Linked DNA regions of Arachis hypogaea: region 2 is linked to region 1. A link is a contact called in public Hi-C data. All regions are on one chromosome and are shown on one strand. The core of a region is the stretch at or near the end of the contact, and the rest is flanking DNA. Distances in the headings are between cores, read along the strand shown.

Region 1 (4,362 bases), core at 146-2,645:
ATTTCGTGTGAGTTTTGAAAGTGAAGGGGCAAAGCAAAATTCTCCAATCAGAAACCTTACGATGCAACTAGATCCTAAAAAGAAATGTTCAAATGAATCAATCATCCAATTTGTAATTTTCCAATCATCATAAAAATCTAAAATAATATTTACAGTCCAAAGAAGAAAGTCATGATTTGAAAGTAGACAGGTTTCTTAACCATGTTGTTCTCTGTCTCCACTCTCCACGAATTAATTATTTTTGTATTAAAAAGGTGAAATAATTAATTTCCAAAATGAGAAAGATAGTTGACTTAAGAATGAAGGAGCCACAAGCAATCAAAAAGATTTCTATCGTAGTTGGAATATGCTAGAAAGCCGTATGTGAATGAAAGATAGCAGGCCGCATGCAAATGAAAGTTGACTCAAAAAGCTCGAAACCAATTCATGCTTTATCTTGCTTTCCTAAGTTTATCCAATTTCTCTGTCAGAAAAAAAAATGTTTATCCAATTTCTAGAGGCCTCGACTTGAATCTCGTACCATAATTTAAATTAGTAAGTAATTAATCAATGAAAAAGTCTAGAGGATCAGTAACTTTTATGTTTTTTGGCCAGTACTTAACCATCAAAATAAAAATGAGTGATTTTTCACCATTAGATATAATGTCACACCATTAAAAATACTATTGATGATCAATTAATGATTACAAAACACCAAAATTGCTGGCCCCTTAACATTTTTCTTAATCAAATACTAATAATCCTTAATTTTCGTTTGTTTTTCCCTTTTGTTTGCATTGAAAAAGTAGTGTGGACTATTTGTTATAAATTTCTTAAAAACATAAAGATTAAATTGTGTATGGATGGGTCATTTTCAAATTGATGAAGCAAAAGACGGGCACAAACAGTTATTAGCGTTGAACACTTGGTCAGTTAGATGAGGGAAGAATAGGGGTAGCATAAGAACACTTTATAGGGTCAAAATTAAGACAAGTCAAGGAATTGAAGGAAACCCAGTTGCAATTGACCTAAGCCATAGGTACAATAACGCTATCACAGCATGAATATTGAATACTGCTTCACGTTATCATGGTTTCTGTTTCTTCGTAAGATTCCACTTCTCTAACTAATGATTCTCCAATGCAATGCTACTGTATATATATATGCAAACACCCGTACACAAACAAGAAATTACAAATCAGTATTTCCTTAAAAAAAAAGATCATGTACACTGGTGGGATGTGATGTGATGTAATAAGTTTTCTGTTCTGGCGTTGTACTAGGGAAAATAAATAAATAAAGGGTAAGGGTAAAAATTATTACCCCCCAGTAAGGCCCATTTATGAGGGTGTAGAGGTATAGTTAAGTGGGCCAGGCTTCCATTCACATGATTTTGAATGTTGGGCCTAAAAGAGGAACTATGTGGACAGTGATTCCTATAGCTACACATCCAAATATAGTTCTTCTATAACGAACTTTTCCACCGCTTCTAACAGTGCCTTAAAAAAAAGAAAAGAAAATTGAAAAAACGTTATTGAGCAATGAGCATGGTAGGACTAGTAGGAAAACCTGAGACTGATGAATGAACAATAGAAAATAGTAATGGAGATGGTGTGAGAAAATAGAAACCTCGTGGGTGACATTATTATTTTTCAAATGATTGAATTGGGGATGAGCTGTTCTTGATGAATGTAGGTCCAGTATTATTCGTCTGGCCTACGACATATCTACCATGTAATCTACCTATTTGTCTTGTATCCCCTAAAGTAAACTAGTACTTCTTTTCTGCCTCTCTGTCTCAGAGCCTACACATTCATTCTTTGTAGAATGTGAACTCTTTTAAATCATTTGAATTTTAATACCAAAAAGAAAATCATTTGAATTTCATAAATTTAGGTAGGGAGGGAAGTATCTTGGCCCACCCTGATCAAATCATACTAGGTTATTCTTCACTGAAACTTAGTGGATCAAGCCCAATTTCCAATGTTGTCCAAAATGAAATAAAACTGGAAAAACTAAACCAAGTAAAGGGCCGGGAATCTTCCGAAAACAAAAAAGCATCCTTCGTCTAAAAATTGTTAGTACTGTAATCTATAAATGAATGTAATATTCGATGAACTTATATTTGATTGGAATTTTCTTTCCTTTATTTAAAGTAATTGCTTGACTATGTTAGGATTCATCTTATGAATGAAAATAAAAAATATACACTAATTACTATAATAAAATATCCTATAGACCCTATTGATTGATAAACAATTAAACATTATGGGAGCAACCTGGATGAGAATGACAATGTACAGAGAGCATAGTTATCAAATCCGGATCGGCCAGTTCGACCGAATGATAAATCGAACCTTAAATCGATTCGAATTAACATTTGAACCGAAAATTCGGTCTAAATTGAGATTCGAACCGAAACGGGTCAACCGCTGATGTCAGTATCACATTGAGAATATACACTACTGTTGGGGTTTGAACTTGAGTCATTTAAGTTGCAAAAGAGCCCTTGCAACCACTAGGACAAATTTTCTCTGTGTTATATGGTGTGTTTTAATAAATATATTACAATTATTACAAACTATTAGACATATCCTAATTAATCACTTGTGTATTAATTCTTTTTGTCATGTAAATTTAAGATATTTTTTATCTTTTTATTCTAATAAATAGTATTCATATTAATTTATTTTATTTTTTATTTTATACTTACTTTTTTAAAAAATATTTATTTTTTAATTATATATAATTATTAAAATAAAAATTAAACTTTATTAAATATCTTTAAATTAAAAAAGATAAAAAAAAATTTTATTAATCAATGATATATTTTTGTTTTTGATCATTATATAACATCTATTAATACTAATATTTTTTAACATATATTTAAATAATGTAATAGATACTAATTAATTAATGAATTAGAAAATAAGTTAATTTGATATAAAAAATTAAATTTTATATAATTAATTAATTATGATCAGGTCAACCGGTTGAACTTGTGATCCACCGGTTGAATCAGTGATTCAGTAATCTAGTAACCTGACCGGGTCGATTGTCGGATCGGTTCTGATAACTATGGTATAGAGGACAAGTGGAGAACCGCCTCAAAAGAATAAAAGAAAATCTTCCCTTTAACACTAAAGTCTAAACTATGACCAAACCATGTTTGTTTGGATTTATGAAAACCAAAACCAGGAGAACAAGATGTAGAGCGCCAGCCCCACATCCCTATGTGCGTGAAGTGCAATGTATTTTCAAACATGCCCTGGCTTCGCACAGATTGGAGGCAAAACCAGCCAGCTGTATAGAGCCCTCTCCTCACTGCTCTTATTTTCAACATCTGCCGGACTCCTCTTCAACTTTTAAAGCCGGTGATGAGGAAGCTGTTGAGGCTGACTGCCATTATTACATATATAATATGCCTTCAATAATGAGGATATAATCTTTTGTGTTCCACAGTTTGCCTACCATTTCTTTCGTTTCTTTTATTAGTGATTGATTAATTGTGTTTGGATATACGAGGAGTACTAGGCGCCAGCAGATTTTGAGTTGTAGCCATCAATTAGTCATCAATAATATATTTAATAGTGTAAGATTTTATCTAAAGATAAAGAATCACTCATTTTCTATTTACTAGCTAAGTGCTGACCAGATTTTCTGTTCCTAGACTTTCCCTTATTTCTTGTATCTGTCCTTTGAAATATAAAGATCCAATATGATAAATTAGTGTTTCTTCTTTACTTATAGCTTGCACCCTTGAATTCAAAATAATAGCTTAATATGTAAACTGAACCCTAGCCAGATTGACAACCCTTTGTGATGTGTCAACTTGTAATTTGTTGTGCTGATTGTTAGTAGTAACCAGTAACCACGCATTATTGACTAATGTTAGACTAAAAAAATTAATTTTCTTGTTATGATAAGACCAAATACATGGATGTCCATTTATGATTTTGGTAGTTAACAATAAAAGAATCACTTTTTAAGGATAAATTTAAATAAAATAAATGAGAGTTAAAAATAAAAGCACCCTACCTGTATAAATAGAAGATATCGTCACGTACATTTTACACAACAATAAAAATATCAAACATTTTTCATTTTCTCTTTCATACTATTTCTCTCTTATATACTTTATTATAATATTATTAAATATATTAATTATATCTATTATATTGATATAGTAATTCTAGTGAATATTACTATTAGAACTATCTAATTATATTTCTATATTTTATATTTGTTACCTCTTCCTTATTTATTTAGTTATTTTACAACACGTTATTAGCACGAAACTCTGATCAAATTTTTAGGAAGATTCAGGTAACAAATTTTCATTATGTCGAAACTCTCTCATCTTGAATTCAATACTCTCGATAT
Region 2 (4,668 bases), core at 2,051-4,550, 65 kb after region 1:
TGAGTGGCGCTCTCATGGAACACAACAGTTAGAACAACGAGGGCCAGTATAACGCCGGACAAGCTGAACAAGACAAGCTTCTTCCTGCCAGTGCGATCTATGAAGTATATGCTGAGAATTGAACCAAATGCGTTGAGGCCGGCGGTTACGAGGGAAAGAAGAAGCGCGGTTCGGTTGGATGCGAAACCAGCGAGCTGAACTATGGTTGGGCTGTAGTACATGACGGTGTTGATTCCCACAAATTGTTGGAATATTTGAAGTCCCATTCCCGCATACAAACCTCTTCTCACAGTTTTGGTCTTGAGCAGTGTGATTATGCTGACCTTGCCGGACGATTCGGAATCCTTCATCTCCATCTCAACTGAATCCTTGAGAGCATTGATTTCGGATTCAACTTCCTCCGGGGGGTAAATCTTCCTGAGAATTGACTTGCCGGCTTCTTCTCGTCCCTTGCGGAAGAGCCAGCGGGGGGACTCTGGGAGGAGAAGCATGAGCAGGAACTGTATGAAAGCGGGAGCTGCGGCAACTCCCAGCATCCACCTCCAAGTGCCGGGAGCAGAGGTGAAGGCCAGGTTGATGCAGTAGGCGAGGAACTGGCCTCCGGTGATGAAGAAGCCGTTGAGACTAACAAGGGCGCCGCGAACTCTGGTTGGAGAAGCCTCGGAGATGTATAAGGGGGAAGCCATGGAAGCCATGCCAACACCAAGGCCAACGAAGACTCTGCCGACAATGAGAATAGCAGGGTTGGTAGCAGCAGCCATGACAACAGATCCTATGAAGAAGAGTGCATCTGCAATCAGAATGGCTTTCTTCCTTCCAAATCGATCGTTGATCCATCCCCCAACCGACGCCCCTATGATTGCTCCTGCAAGTGCCATGCTCACTATGGCTTCCTGTCATTTCCAGTACACGCAAACTCAAAATACAACACATATTATAAACTGCTATTCATCTCTTCTATGCCCAATTTAAGGGGATACAGAAACTGCTCCGCTACAATCTACTCTTTCATTCTCCTTTCCTTGGTTTTTATTTTTAGACTAAAAGTATCATTTTTGTTCCAAACGTTTGCGGTTTTGTCCCTAACGTTTAAATAGTGTATTCTTAACGTTTATAAAATTGATTCAATATTATCCTACTATTAATTATACTAACAAATCAGATTATATTTTTCAATTATTCTCATTTGAATATATTTATTCTCAATTATGTCTCACTTGGATGTGTTCAATTTTAATATTATACCCACTAAAATAGTGTTTAGATTCAATTATGTTCCTAGAAAAGTGAATTATGTAAATGTTGTAGAAATTAGTTTCAACATTTTATGAGCTATGTTTTGGAGTAGATCATCGATTCTATCCCAAACATTTGTATTCTAACTTCAAAAAGAGATTTTTAAAACGCAAACTAAAGCGCTCATGATGTGTAATTGATAGCAGGATAATATTGAATCACTTTTACAAACGTTAGGGATACAAATAGGATGATTTAAACGTTAGGAACACACATAGGATTTACCCCAAACGTTGGGGACAAAAACGATACTTTGCTCTTATTTTTATTTTCTACCCATTACATAGTGTTAATTTTTTTAACATATAAATAATATAAAAAAAATACTATCTATAAATAAAATATCAGTTATTAAATTAGTCACGGTCTATTTGATATGAATATATGTTGTTTATACATTTTTTATATTCAAATATATATTTTAACAAATAACTAATTTAATAATTAATTTTTTATATACAAATAATATAATAACATAATTGAAAGAATTTGCTAAAGATAATGTATGATAAAATCATAATAAAATTTTTAGCACAAATGAAATAATAATTTATAAACTTATGAATTAAATTTTGTATTTTGTACACTTTTCAACTCCAGTGAGAATAAAAAAAAACCAAGTATTAAAATTAAAAATAGACTATAATCCAACCCCAAAATTCAGTTTGAAAAATGAAGGAAGAAAAACACTTGTAAATATAGAGTCATTTTCAAAGAACAGGGGAGTTTTAATAAAAGGATACTGTTGTTTTGCCAGCATGACAAAGGGACAAAAAATGGCACCATAGTTTAGGTGACACTTAGAGGCATGATTGAATAAGCAGTGGGAAAAGAATGCACGCACTTGATCATTGGTTTACGTCTCCAGAGAGTTGGAGATCTTATATAAAACACTATTCAATGCTGATAACGTTACCTGTAGCCAAGTTTCTCTATCCACTGATTTGAAGTCATCTCTTATATATAAAAGCGCCCCCGATATCACCCCTACAAATAAAAAAAACAGAGAATGAACTGATAATTAGAGCTAGCTAGCTAGTGATTTGAACTCTGAGAGACCTAGCTTGTTAGAGATTAAATTATTTAATTATTTTTCTAATTGGTTTAAATTATTAAACAAATAATTTTATGATAATATAGATGTAAAAATCTTTCCTAATTTAACCTTAATTACCATCCATGTAGATATGTTTAGTATTCACTTGGATGTTTTGATTAATCTATACATGACTATAATAAAAATTCAAAAATGCTATTTGTACACCACTATTAAAATCAGCCACTAATATATGTGCGGTTTAATTTATTTTCAATATGTATTTATATTCCAACATGTATTTTATATTGATAGCGGAGCTTACTTTGGTGGCTGATTTTGGTGTATATGTAGCATTATTTAAGTTAATATATGCATGAAATTGAAAAGATTGGTGAAGAGAAACAAACCAGTGTCATAACCAAAGAGAAGGCCACCAATTCCAGCGGAGAAAGCAAGGCGAAGGACATAAGGATTCTTATGGGAGAGAGACAAGCATTCTCTGAAGGCAGATGCATCAGCTTCTACCATTCCTCCTTCCATCTTGCTCTCTATTAATTGTTATTAATTCTTCAAACACAACTATAGAGTAGGGAAGGGAAGAGAAGATACTAGACATAAAAGCTTAATAAGTGAAGTGAGAGTGATGAGTATACGAGAGTGTGACAACTCTATTTATAGTGGGAAATGGGTGCATGCGTTTGGGCGAATGATGAGTAGAGATTCATACAAGCTAAGCATACTTTGAGTTTACGGTCACACAAAATATATAATATTTTGACTAACTACAGTTTAGAAGAGGAAAATTGAAATTGAATAAATGATTTGGAATTATTAGATTAATTTATGTGGGAATTAGAAGGGACAGGTCATGGGCAAACGAGAACAGTCTAATGCTTTTTCTTATCCAGCCGACGGATCGGAGAAGAGTGCCACGGATCCTGGGGACCCAAACCCCAAGCTTTGCACGCCACATATTCCTTTAACCATATATATATATATATATATGGAATGCAACTATTAAAATTAAATGCATTACATTAATTAAATAATATATTTTATTCAGCATTCTAACTTTGATTCTTTGCTGTCTATCATCCTTCCTTGGTATTTCTTTTAATTTGTAACCTTCATAAATATCTTAAACAAACAAGACTAGAAGAAATTAAAATATATCAATGTAACATGATGCCATGCAATTACTGATTCATAATATATACACAAATAAAGAACCATTTTACTTTTCATATAAGAACTGTTGACAATGATATTAGACATTTTATGGAGATGACGAGTGGCATATGCGTGCTCCCGTGAATAGATAATTATTTATTTTGTGGGGTGCGTTTTTCTTAAAGTAAAAGGAGATTTGATTTGATCATTAGTTTGTGGATTTCTTTATCGAGCTATATATTCTTGCTTCTTCAACAATGAAAAAGATGGACATTACTTGATAAGTCTCATGTGTCATAGAGCGACTCAGAGACGCAGGAGTGAGGACAAATTCCAAACGACTTCATCGGGAGCAAAAATAAAATCACAAACCAAAAAATACTTCAAGTTTGCAGAATATTTATGTGTACACTGTGTATTTCATTTATTTTTGAGTCACATTTTTACTTTTTAGAAATGTGAATCGTAATAAATACATACTTATAAGAAAACTCTAAGGACATTTATTAAAAATGAAAAATATATATTTTTTGTCAATATTAAAAGATTCAAAATCTTATCTGTTTCATAAACAAAAATATAGGTAGATAATGAGAATATTAAATAATATGAACAATGGATATGTCGGATATTCAATTCAATAGGTATGCAAATGATTATATTCATTATTTTAATTGGATGGTTATTTCTTTTGATTTGATTTACTCATGCACAGTTAATAATAGCTGGATGTTTAATTCAATAGGTGTGCAGATGGTTATCCTAATGGTTTAAGAGGTAATTTAGGAATAGAATGATTTTTTTACTTTATTTGATTAATTCTAGAGCCCATTGTTCATATTATTTACAAAAATCATTGTCTATCTAGCAAAACCAAAAAAAAAAAAGATTATTTTCTTGTTTATTAGCAAGTGCTCTAAAGATTTTTTTGCTCGATTTTGCTAGGTAGACAATAATTTTTGTGAACAATGTAAACAATGAATTCTAGAATTGACCTAATAAAATAAAAAAATACTCCACCTCCAAATTACCTCCTAAATTCTAACACTAGGATAATCATCTGCACACCTAATAAATTTAACATTCAATTATGGTTAATTGTACACGAGTAAACCGAATCAAAACGAATAACGACCATCCAACTAAGAATCAACATAATTATC

What was found. Hi-C and Micro-C count contacts between places; a contact is called where the count stands out from the background.
Region 2: a Hi-C map of leaf shows a contact between it and region 1, with 6 times the contacts expected there. The contact joins the promoter of LOC112734775 here to the enhancer-like site in region 1. A contact is called at or near these places in 5 of 8 Hi-C or Micro-C datasets (leaf and an unstated tissue).

The regions. Positions count from the first base shown.
Region 1 is chr3:141,558,361-141,562,722 of arahy.Tifrunner.gnm2.J5K5, forward strand. No RefSeq gene overlaps it. Among protein-coding and RNA genes, the nearest start is that of LOC112734773, 7.2 kb to the left of the region's middle. Within about 2 kb of position 1,396, at least 3 of the 3 cell types and tissues checked have open chromatin away from gene starts, as enhancers often do.
Region 2 is chr3:141,621,876-141,626,543 of arahy.Tifrunner.gnm2.J5K5, forward strand. It overlaps LOC112734775 (probable inositol transporter 2), which reads right to left and starts at 3,301. Exons shown (of 4, transcript XM_025784228.3): 1 at 2,743-3,301; 2 at 2,213-2,283; 3 at 1-893. The coding sequence starts at 2,875.